Regions from separate parts of the Ovis aries genome. Here all the other regions are linked to region 1. The links are chromatin contacts, called in public Hi-C maps. All regions are on one chromosome and are shown on one strand. Each heading gives the region's core, a stretch centred on a gene start, on an enhancer-like site or on the middle of the called end of the contact. The rest is flanking DNA. Distances are from core to core; before and after follow the strand shown. Region 1 holds the start of EPB41 (erythrocyte membrane protein band 4.1). Region 2 holds the start of SRSF4 (serine and arginine rich splicing factor 4). Region 3 holds the start of TMEM200B (transmembrane protein 200B).

Region 1 (3,805 bases), core at 827-3,326:
GGCTGATCAGAAAATAGATGGGTGTCACCCACACAAGACACTCCACCCGTATCCCACATTGCCAGGGACCTGGCAGGTCCTGCCTGACTCTTCTGTATACACAGAGGAAACCTCAGGGCTTCCTCACCCCATTCCCTTCTTAATGCACCCCTGCTGGCCTGTTCCCAGACCAGCTACCATTCCGGTCACTGCACACTCAGTGCTCATTTGATTCTGCTAATGCCTGTAAGATCTGGATTATTGATAAAGGAGGAACCTGGGGCTCAGAGAGGTGAAATGACTCATGCAAGGTCACATAGCAAGGAAATGGCAGGGCCAGGCTTCAAACCCAGCTCTGCTGCACGAAAAGCCTATAGGATCCCCGAAGTCCCCTTCTGTCCCTCCTCTCCGCGCTCCCTACAGCTTCGGAATGCCCTTCTTCCCCTAACTCCCACCTCCTCTGCCAAGTTTCTCCTCCCCACCCCTGGTCAGAATGAACAACTCCCACCTCACCGGTGCTCTTAACACCTTGTTTACATACACTGGACAGCTGCGGTGCAGGAGTTATTTCTGAGGTGTCTGTTTCTCTGACACTCAGAAGGACCCTGAAGGCAGAGAGTGACCCCACTGAGTGCCCCCTTAGACCTGAGAGTCTGTCACTTATACCTCCACCCTCCCTCACGCCCCCTCCATGAAAAGTCTTCTGGTGGCCTCCTGTTGATCCCCTCCCCACCCCCAGCCTTCTGCCAAGGCCAGTCCCCAGCTTGTAACTGGGGTGAAGGTGGGAGCATGCAGTAAGTAGCCTCTGGGGCTCTGCTGCCAGTGCTCTGGGTGCCCCGGGGCCCCACCCTCATCCTTCAGTAGCTGAGCAGTTCTTCCAGGGACTTCCAGCTGCCCGAAGCCCCAACCCAGGTCAGGCTCTCCCCAAACATCCTCCTGGAGAAAGGGCTCAGAAGCAAAGGGGGGGTGGGGAGCTGCCTTCAGTCCTAATCTGGGAATTTAAGGGGTCCCATTCAGTCACTCCTCTCCCAGAAGAATCTGTGGGCCTCCGGAGTAACCTCCCCTAATCCTACCAGGTAGTCCTCCCCGCCCTCCTTCTGGGGCAAACTTGGGCTGAGGTTGGTCTGGACACGTCCTGGCCTCCAATTTGCTGGAAGGAAGAAGTCCTATCCCAACCCACAGAGGTGGGGTCTGCTAGAAAGTGTAGATGAGGGCAGGACAGGGAGAGGCCGGGCCACACACAGAGGAGACGAGAGACACAGGGAACCGGGAGATGAGATCTAGCCGGAATCAGAGCACGACTGGGAGACCCGGCCGACCGGAGGCAGAGAGAAGTCCCCTAAACCCAGCCTGGAAAGGGAGCGTGTGCGGCCGGGGCGGCGGCAGCAGAGCCACCCTGGCCGGCAGAGCCGGCGCCCCAGCTCGCGGGCCCCTCAGTCCGGAAACTCAAAGTCAGTTACGTAAGGGCCGGAGCGGGGCGCGGGGGCCGGGACCGGGCTGCCCGCTCCCGGCGCGCGCCGCCCTCCCACCCGCTCCAGCCGCGCTGCAGCCCGCCCGGCAGGAGCACGCAGGGCCCACAGGGCGGGGTTCAGGGGGTGGTAGTGGGGGAAGCCTGGGCTGCAGCCCTCCGCAGAGACCCGCCCGCCCGCGCCTCACCCCGGACCCCCGCCCCAGACAGGCCCGGAACCGGCTGGGACCGCGCGCCCAGCGCCCAGCTCCGGACGCGAGCTCTCGGACCCCTTTCCTGCCTCCCCTGCCCCTCCCCGCACCCTGAACTTCGGGAATCCCAGACCCCCCCCACTGGACCCCCAGTTCGAAACTGGGGACCCGGGACCTCTATAGCGCCCCCGACCCTGAGAACCAGACCTTTCCCCGCTCCCCGCGGGACGCCCCGGCCCTTGGGGAGTGCGTCCGTCTGTCTCTCACCGCGTCCCTCCCGGGACCCGGGCTCGTCCCTCAGGAGGTCCAGGCTCACCTGGGCTGGACAGGGCGGGGACCTGGCCGGGCCGGGCCGGGCCGCGTTCTCGCCCTCCGCCGCTCTCGCCCTTTAAGAGGTTCCTGCCACTTTGCCCCTTCGGGGGCCTCCACCTGCACTGACAGGGCAACTCTGGCGTGAGGCCCCGCCCCCGACCCGGGGTGCCTTAGGATTGGTGCAGGCAACTGCCAGTCAGCAGAGCGGCGGGGAGGAGGGGGGAGGAACTGGGCGGGGCAGAGAGAGCGTCGCAACCGGGAAGGGGCAAGGGCTGCAGGTGCGGCCTGACGCGACGCCCCGCGCTGGCCGGTAGGGTTGCTGACCCGCTGGGTCTGCGGAGGTTCGAACTGGGAGCGCCTGAATTGGCTGGTGCGGTGTCTAACGTCGTATGGCAAAAGTATGATGCAATTTGCCACGTGGTGCTACCCCCTAAGTCTGGAAGGGAGACACGGACTTGGTCACAGGGGACTAGGGAAGTAACCCTGAAGAGGACCCCTGGATGCCCTGTGCCGTCTGTGTCAGAGTCACTACTCTGAAGCTGAGTTTCCTCAACTATAAATCTTGAAGAATATTTTCCTGAGAATTAGCAATATATGTTAAGTACCAAGCTCCGGGCTGGCGCACGGTTGGGTGGTCTTCAGTAAGTGTGGACTCTGGTCCCCTTTATTCGCATCTTCCCACTAAGAGACTTTCCCTTCCTTATTGTCTGTCCTATCAGCGCTGGAAGGGGCTTACATAGTCACTGGTCCAAATCCCCTCCCCTCTGTACCGCATTTCAGAGCTGTGCTCACAGACTTCCAGGTGGTTCAGTGGTAAAAGCATCCGCTTGCCAATGCAGGAGATACGGGTTCAATCCCTGGGACGGGAAGATACCCTGGGAGAAGGAAATAGCAACCCACTCCAGTATTCTTACTGGGAAATCCCATGGACAGAGGAGCCTGGTGGAGTACAGTCCATACGCACACACTTTCAGTGATGGGAAGCTCATCACTTCCCAGTCAGGCCTCCTTCACTTTAAACCCGTCCAGAGACTTCAAAAGCTCTGCCTATTAAGGCCAACTCTGCCCTTTAGGAGTCCTGCCCACAAAGAACAAACCTAATCCCTCTTCCGAGCTGAGGAATGGCAGAATCACAAAATCATACGCTACTTCATGTTGGAGACCCATGAATCCCTTTTGGGGGCAAATCGGACATACAGAAGCTCACTGGCAAGTGACTTCCTGTGACTTCAATGGTCTTTCTATTAGATGGACTCAGGAATCAGATTGTCGAGAGTCAGAACCTGCTACTACTTACAAGCTGCGGACCGTTAAGTGAAATAACCCATGTAAAGTACTAATAAGAACAGTGCCAGTCTCAGGGTAAGCATTCCAGAAGTGCCAGCCTTTATTATAGAAATTCATGTTTTGCCCTCCAAATTCACCGAAGCCCCCTTTGGGTCAAGTCTTAGTCTTTAGTTTTCAGGGCCCAGGTCCCTGCCTTCAAGAAGCTCACAGTCTAGCAGAGGAAGGTCTGAGCTTCTACATCTTCTGATAAAGGTGCACAGTCTCCAATGCACCACAGGAGCTATAGTTTCTTTAACCAGAAATCTGGACCCTTGAGACCCTTTCAGTCCCTCCCACAGTGGACCCCATAGGGAAAGCTGACACGCATCCAGGTTCCCAAGCCTACTGACACACCTTTCACTTGTCCACATTCTCACCTGCCCACCAGGTGGTATGGCTCAGCACAGTGGTTAAGAGTTGGGAATCTGCAGATGATGGAGTCTAGGCTCTTCCACTTAGCCGCTCCGTACCTCTGGGTAAATCCCTTTCCCTCTGGATTAATATTAGCCCCAAATTCACATAGAGCTGT
Region 2 (3,805 bases), core at 650-3,149, 240 kb before region 1:
AGTAAGTGGGAGTGGAGAGGAGTGGATTCATGAATACTTACATGGAAGGAATAACAGGATAGAGTGAATGGAGTGTCCGAATGGAGTGGCACCTTGCTGGAAGGAGGTGCCCAATTTAGGGAGCTCTTAGAACTTGAGGGTTTTAGCGACAGGCCTTTCGCCTCTAGGGGGCGCTCTTCCCATCTGTACGATAGGTTGAGCAGATAATATAACCAACCAAGGTTAGCACTTCAGAATATTATGATCCTCACACTTTCCTAAATATCAAATGGATCAAGATTACAACATAAAAATCAGTTCTAAAAGTAACAGGATAGGGACCTCCTTAGGGGTCCAATAGTTAAGACTCCAGGCTTCCAATGCAGGGGGCAAGGTTGGTTGGATCCCTGGTCAGGGAACTAAGATCTCAAAATGCCCTGTGGCATGGGGGGAAATTTTTTTTTTTTTTTTTTTTTTAAGAATAAATCATGGGAAGTACTTTTAAAAAATTTTTCTAAGCTCAGAGTGAGGAAGGCCTTTCAAACTACAACACAAAATCCAGAATCAAAGTAAAAGGATAAATTCGATCCCATGAACATCTGTTGTTTTTGCATGGCAAAAAAGCACTCTAGGCAAAGTCAAAAGTCAACAAACCGGGAAAAAATATTTGCAACTCATTTGACAAAGAGCTAGTGAACTATAAACCTGTAAGAAAAATGGGCAGAAATATAAGCAGACACAGACACAGCAGAAAGAGAAAATATATCTCTTAAATATATGAGGCTCACCGCACTTAACTGCAAATTAAACTATCCAGAGATAACCATTTCTCAGCTAACAGACTGACAAAGATCATAAAGTTTGATAACGTGTTGATGAGGAAATGGAGAAAGCTCCTTTTCTACTCTAATGCAATGATTTTCAAATTATCAGTCTATTAAGTGCAGAATTGTATGTAGTACATCACCATTTACTTTGTATGTGTAAAATACCTCTAAAAGGTCATTTACAAACGGATTACATTGCCTCTAGGCCACCAGAGGTCAGAGCTGGTAAAGGTTTTTCACTGTATACCATTTGAACCAGTTAATGAATTATCCGTTCAACATATGATTTTTAAAATAAAAACAGTAAAGAAACAAAACTTCTTTGTGGTTCTAGGTAAATTGGATTAGTGAAAAGAGACCCAATATTTATCGAGCTTCTACCACGTTCCAGATACTGTCCCAAGCTCTTTCACATCCACTTTTCGTTACCCTGGTAGTCCACTGAGATGGGATAAATTATTCTAATTTTACAACTTAGAAAATGGTCCAGTGATGTAGCCAGTATCAAGCCTAATCCAGCTCCATAGTTCCAGCCTTCTTCACTTTCCACGTTGCTTTCATTAAAACAAGTCCTATTTTTAAAATAATACTGGTATTACTTTATTGGGCACTTAAGATACGCTGGGATGTCCTATGTTGCAGTTACTCTCCCCTTTTATAGAGAAAACAAACGGGACTCAACGAGCAGGGCGTAACGAGCCCAAGGTCACAGATATTTAGATGATTAGAAGCCAGGTTTAATTCCAAATCTCCTGCTCGAAAAGTCGAAGCCACTCCCGGTGCAAAGGACAAAAGCAGAAACACTGGCAGGATTGTGGAGGGAGGCATGAACGCTTCCGGGGGAAGCGGCGAAGCCAGCGGGCTACGCTGCGCGCCAAGCTCGCGAGAGAACGTGCCGAGGGGATTGAAGGCCCAGCACCCGCCCGCACCGCCTGTCGATCACCTGGCCCCGCCCCACGCCGGCGCGCCCCCGGGCAGGCCCCGCCCCCGTCCCTGGCCGGGCGGGAAGCGAACGTGCTCTCTCCCTCCCGTTACCCTCCGCCTGCGGGGAGGCGGGAGGCGCGTGCTCGCGAGCTGCGTGCTCGCGTACGTCACCGGGTTCGGCTACGTCCGTCCCGCCGCCCGCCCGTTGCCGCCGCCGCCGCCGCCGCCGTCGCCGCGCTCTCGCTTCGCCGGCCGCCGCCTAAGGGGGGCTGGGGCCGGGCCAAGTAGCCGCCGCCGTTGCCGGGATGCCACGGGTGTACATCGGCCGCCTGAGCTACCAGGCCCGGGAGCGCGATGTTGAGCGCTTCTTTAAGGGCTATGGGAAGATCCTGGAGGTGGATCTGAAGAACGGGTGAGGAGGACTGAAGAGGGGCCTGCCATGTGGGAACGGGGCCCCCGGCGGTGGCGGGAGGCCATGGGGACGGGAGAGGGACGCCTGCCCCACTAGGAGCTGCTACCGGCCATCTCCGGCTCCGCCATAGTAGCGGCGCCTCGGGGGCGCGGGTAGGCCCCAGTTCCCACTGCGCCTGCGCGGGTGGGGGTGGCGGAGGGATAATAGGAGCGATGGTGAGCCGCTGAGTGGGACGCGGGGGAGGAAAACCCGAGTGGGATTGGGGCTGCGGGCGGGAGGGCACACAGCTCCAGGGCGGCCTGGGTTTTTCCTTCTCGGGCCCGGGACCGGGGCCTGGTTCGTCTCCAGCAGAGACCAACCTTTCCCGCTCTGAGGGCTGCTGGAAACAAATTTCGTGCTTCCTTTTCACCTCTTACCCAGTTTACTGGATCAGGTGGTCACAGCGCATCTCTCCCAGGGACGGGAGCTCTGAAGGGACCGCCCCCCCGCCTTCTTTTTTTTAGCTTTGCCATGTGCTATTCTTTTTTTGGGCGGGAGACTGGTTTGAATAGTCTAGGGATGGTTTCAAAAGTATCGACTTGCGGTTCTGAAAGCCTTCACCGTTCCCTCTACAAGGGTAAATTAAAAGTCTTAGCCAGCTATCTTTTAAGACTGCGTACAGTTTCCATGCTGGGGTTTCCGTTCCTCAGCTTGCCAGGAAATTGCTCTGAGGTTGTCGAATTTGTTGGAGAATAGTGGCCACCTTGTGTTGTCAACTCGTTGATGTAGACGGAGACCTACAGTTAGAAAATTGCTGACTTCCTATACGGCTATGGTCTGTTACTTGTATTCTGATCTATCTTGGTAGAGCAGGGCCCACAGGAGCTACAAGTTTCAGGGATAACAGATGAGTCAGAACTGGAGAAGATATTCAACAGGGAAAACTGAGAACCAGGAAATGTTAGGTAGGACTTAAAAGACACGGATATTAAAAAGAGGAGTAGGGGAAATATTTTAGGGTACTAAACCTTGGATGTTAGAAGAATTCTTGGCTGCCTCCCCCCTTTTTAAGATCTGCTCTGCAACAGGTCTGACATGACTAGAGTTTATTCCCCAAAGTAATACCAGCAGCTAACACTTGAGAGGTTTATGAAGTTATAATTGAACATTGGAGAAAATCGGAAGCTAGAATGTACTCAAACTGTTGGCTGGGTTTAAAAAGTCATTTCAAATTGATTGTTAGGAAGAATCACCTTCTTATTAAGGGAAATGTTCTCCATCAGGTGTTCATTATGAATGGTAATTTCATTCAAAGTAGAAGGCTTAGGACATTCTTCATTTTGTACATTAGAGCTTTCAGCTCTTAAATTGGGCAGGGGGTTGTTACTGTGATAAATATGTGTCTGAATGATTAAGTTCAAACTCCCGGTTTTCTTCGGAGCCCAACCAAGTTGACAGAATAATTAAATTTTGGGGAAAGCATGGGTTTTGAAAGCAGACAGGCCTGGGTCAAACCCTATCTTCACTACTTACTTTCTATGAACAAGTGACTTCTCTGATTCTGAGTTTCCTCATCCACCAGGAAAAGGAAGATTAGAGATAAGAATTGTAAAGCATTTGGCTTATAGCTGTAAATGGTGTTTATAATCAAAGGGATCTGACCATGATCATAAGGAGACAGCTT
Region 3 (3,805 bases), core at 828-3,327, 190 kb before region 1:
AGGCGCCCCAGTTGACCCCTGAAGTATATGCCCTTAGGCTGGGTGATGGGTCCATTCACAAAGTGAGAAGACGGGAAAGAGCAGGAACCGACTGCTCCCCGCGGTCCAGGCAGATGGCTGGCTGCTGGAAGCGGGGTTCCTCCTGGGGCTTAGGATGGAAGAAGCCCCAACACTGAGGAGGGCAGAGTCCTGAGGAGGGCAGAGGCGGGAGGAACAGGTGGTAAACGGCGGGGCAGGCGGGGCAGCGGGACGAGGCCCTGGAGACCCCGGGTTGGCCTCCGAAGTTGGTGACCCAATGAGCCAAGAGGGGCGACGGGGTCGGATGGGCCTTGGGGAAACGCTGAGAGGGCGGAGGTGGGGTCCGTGTGTGAGGAGCGGACCGAGGGCGAGAGGAAAGGTCCTCCTGCGGAGCAAGAAGCGGGAGGAGGCAAGAAGAAGGCTGCGGCCCCGGCGGAGCGCCGGCCACAGCCCAGACGCGAGCTCGGGCCGCAGCAGCCTCGCGGCCCAAGGGGGCGGCAGGAAGGCGGTCTCGGACCCGCAGGGATGTGGCTCCGGGGAAGCCTCGCCCCCTTGCGGCCTCCTCGGGACCCAGGCCTCGGCCCACCGGGGGAGGCCCCGCCCCCGGCAGTGGCCTCGGACTCTCCCGAGGATGCTCGGTCGCCGGTGGCGGGGCGAGGCGGCTTCCGGGGCGCCTACGCCACCCCTGGTCTCCTCGGCCGAGCTAGAGGACGGGAGCCTGGGTTCGAGGCCCAGTTGTGCAGTGTGGCTCCGGGACCCGTCAGCGGGCTTGGGGGCCCCGAGTTCCCCCGCCTGGCCCCCCGGCGCACAGCCGGGTCTCATTACTGCCCATCCCCCTTCACGAGCGCCCCGCGGGCCGGGGGGTCTCGGCGACCGGGGGAGGGGCGGGTTATAATCAATCCCAGGCCGGAAATTCCTCCCGAGGGGCCCTAGCTGGGCTGCGGGAGTGGGGTTGGGGGGCGGCCGGGGCGGAGGCTGGCAATTTGCCCGTACCTCCCCGCCCCCTCCTCCTCCGCCCCCCGCATCATGGAAACTGGGCCGCCCGCCGACCCCCTGGCTCCGCGCCACATTCTTGCCTCTGGGGGCGGGCGGGACACGAAGGCCGGGCAGCCCCCTGTGGGCCGGTCCGCGCGGGGCGCCGCGGATTTCCGAACCCGCCTCCTGATTTGAGACGAGCACCGTCTCCCCACTCCCGCTAGGCAGCATCTTCGGGAAGGCTAGGGAGGCCGGCGACGCTGCATCCGATTCCCTCGGCTCTGAGAATCCGGTTCTTCTCTATTTACCCTCCCCGCCAACGTGATTGGAGCAGGGCATGGCCACCGACTCCAGTATCCTGCCTGGAGAATCTCAAGGATAGAGAAGCCTGGCGGGCTAGAGTCCATGGGGGTCCCAAAGAGTCAGACACGACTTAGCAACTAAACGGCAAAGTGATTCCTCTTCCGAGCGCTCGGAGGCGTACCCCGGGCTGTGCCCCTCTAGTGTGCCCCGCCCTTGACGCCGGATTTTCGCCCCTCGGCATCTTGTGAAGCAGAGACCATCACACCCATTTTACAGGTGAAGACTGTGAGGTTCAGATGCAGAAAGGTTCAGATAGTACGGTCGGGCGGAGCGGGAACTCTGGCCGCCTCCTCGGGAAGCGCCTCGAACGGCGCTTGGCACCTGTGGGCTCTCAGTTGCCCGAGGGTCCTCTCCGGGGCGCCTGGAAGGGACGGATTGTGCGAGGCGGGGGAGGGCGTGCGGCTTCAATCCTGGGTCTGCTCGCTCCGGCTGCGGAGCGAGGCAGGGGTTTCAGTCTTCCCACGTGGGGAGGGCACCCTCCCAGGCCTTCTGAAAGACGTCAGCCGGGGACTTGGGGCCCTCGGATCCTCCGAGTCACCGAGCGCGCACACAGCTCTTACCTTCGAGCCTCAGCCTTGAGACTCGCTGCCTCCTTCCAGCCTTGGGGCCGGGCCGGACACTGGCTGGACACCGGCCGAACTGGCCCGGGGGCTCCCGGTGGGCGGGGCGGGGGCGGGGCCGGACCGGGGCGGGACCGGGCCAGGGGGCGGGACCGGGCGCCAAGAGTCCACGGAGACCGCGGCAGGGCTGCAGCCCAGGCGTGCGGACTCGGACCCGGACCCACTCCGGCGCTGAGCGCCAGGTGAGCGAAACTAGGGGCCTGGTGGTGTTCACCTCTCCACTTTCCCCAACTTTTTGTTTGGTCGCTCCCTCCAGAAAGGCCCTGGGGATGGGGAGGAGCCGGAGCGGGGTTCCCTTTTTTCCCGCGGCAGGAGTGTGGACGCGCGCAGAGGCGGGACCCCGGAGTGTTAGGAATCCGGCCCCCAGCAACTTCCTGCGACCAGGGATCCTCGGACTGTGGCTCCAAGTTGCTGCCTCTCCCGGGGTCCCCAGCGTCGACTCACACCCTCCAAAATCTCAGTGTCTGAGCTTGTCCCCATCCCTCTCTCGGCAGGCCTCCGTTTCCTTCCCTACCCGCCAGGACCCGCGGGTGGCTCGAGAGTTGGGACGGGGGCGCCAGCTCTGGGCTGGGGCGGGGGTGGTCATTTCTCCAGTTTGGGGCTGGGGAAAGAGCTCCATACTCAGAGACCAGGCAGGGAACGGGCCTCCCCTCCTCCCAGGACGCTCCCAGGGCTGTGCCGAGAAGTGCCCGGGGTTAGGTCTTGTGTGGACCCCGCGTCCTGCGTGGCGTGCGCTGCGTGACCCCAGCAGACCCAGCCACCTCTCCGGGCCGTAGTTTCCCTCTGTGAACCCCAGGCCTTGGACGCGGAAGACGCCGGGCTCCATGCTAGGGCCTGGGCCTTCAGCGCTCCTGTCGGAGGCAGGGATGGGATGTCCTGCGTTGAGCTTTGGGGTGCGGATGGGGAGAGAGAAGGGTAACAAGCCCTCCTTCCTGGCGCCTCGGCTACGGGTTCCAGAGATGCAGCTGTTGGGAAACCAGACTGGGGCAGTCAGGACGCACCACTGGACAGCAAGGTCCTAACCCTCCTCTCCTGCGGGACCCGGAGCGCCTGGGCCGGGGCACCGTTTCCTCCCACACCCAGCCTTTCGTGGGGGCTACATCACACGTATCCCGGCTACTCCCGCCTGGCCCGGATTCAGTCCCTCAGGCCGCAGGCCGGGCCGCACCAGCAGCTGGGAAGGGCTTACACCGGGCGGCCCAGACCCTGGGGTGCAAGGGCGGTGCTGCTCTGGCCGGGACGCGGCCACTAAGGCCTCGGGCTGAGGAGGCCGGAAAGGAGGCCAGGCGGCGGGAAAGGGGGATGATTCATCCGGAGGAGCCCGAATTGGAAACGCTGCAGCCTGGGGAACAGTGTTGCCTGGGCCTACAGGAGAGCCAGGAGAGGAGCTCACCGGCAAGGCCCGGAGCCTGGCACCCACGGCCCCCTGCCTCCTGCCCGGACCGTGGATGGGCGGCTGGAGGAGGGGAAGGGGGCTCTTCGCGGAGTTTCAAAAAATCCTGTGCAAAGTCTGCCGCTGGTTTTGGTCTGAGCGGTCTTCTCGGAGTCTAGCTCAAGTCTGTCTTGCTGCAGCTTCAGTGCTGACTGAGGAGGTCTGGAAGAGGGGGCGGGCAGGAAGAGGCTGGAGTCCGTGACAACCCCCCCCCCCCCCTTCCTCCGCTGCGGTACGTGTAGCGCAGTAGGGGGAAGGGGATCCGCCAGCGACCCCGGCGGACCCGGGCGGCCAAGTGCCCCCTCCCTCCTTTACTATATGGTGCAGCCACGTGCGGGGGTGAGCTCGATCGCGGGCGGGACTTACCCTGCAGACGCCGCTGCCGGGGTCCCCACGC

Evidence for each region. Hi-C and Micro-C count contacts between places; a contact is called where the count stands out from the background.
Region 2: a Hi-C map of liver shows a contact between it and region 1, with 4 times the contacts expected there. The contact joins the promoter of SRSF4 here to the promoter of EPB41 in region 1. A contact is called at or near these places in 12 of 16 Hi-C or Micro-C datasets (blood, hypothalamus, liver and 5 more).
Region 3: a contact with region 1 is called in a Hi-C map of muscle, with 3 times the contacts expected there. The contact joins the promoter of TMEM200B here to the promoter of EPB41 in region 1. A contact is called at or near these places in 7 of 16 Hi-C or Micro-C datasets (blood, hypothalamus, liver and 2 more).

What each region holds. Positions count from the first base shown.
Region 1 is chr2:238,354,575-238,358,379 of ARS-UI_Ramb_v3.0, forward strand. It overlaps EPB41 (erythrocyte membrane protein band 4.1), which reads right to left and starts at 2,077. Exons shown (of 20, transcript XM_060411413.1): 1 at 1,955-2,077.
Region 2 is chr2:238,113,191-238,116,995 of ARS-UI_Ramb_v3.0, forward strand. It overlaps SRSF4 (serine and arginine rich splicing factor 4), which reads left to right and starts at 1,900. Exons shown (of 7, transcript XM_042244449.2): 1 at 1,900-2,142. The coding sequence starts at 2,036. It overlaps MECR (mitochondrial trans-2-enoyl-CoA reductase), which reads left to right. Exons shown (of 11, transcript XM_027965394.2): 11 at 1-1,123.
Region 3 is chr2:238,166,039-238,169,843 of ARS-UI_Ramb_v3.0, forward strand. It overlaps TMEM200B (transmembrane protein 200B), which reads left to right and starts at 2,078. Exons shown (of 2, transcript XM_015092855.4): 1 at 2,078-2,158.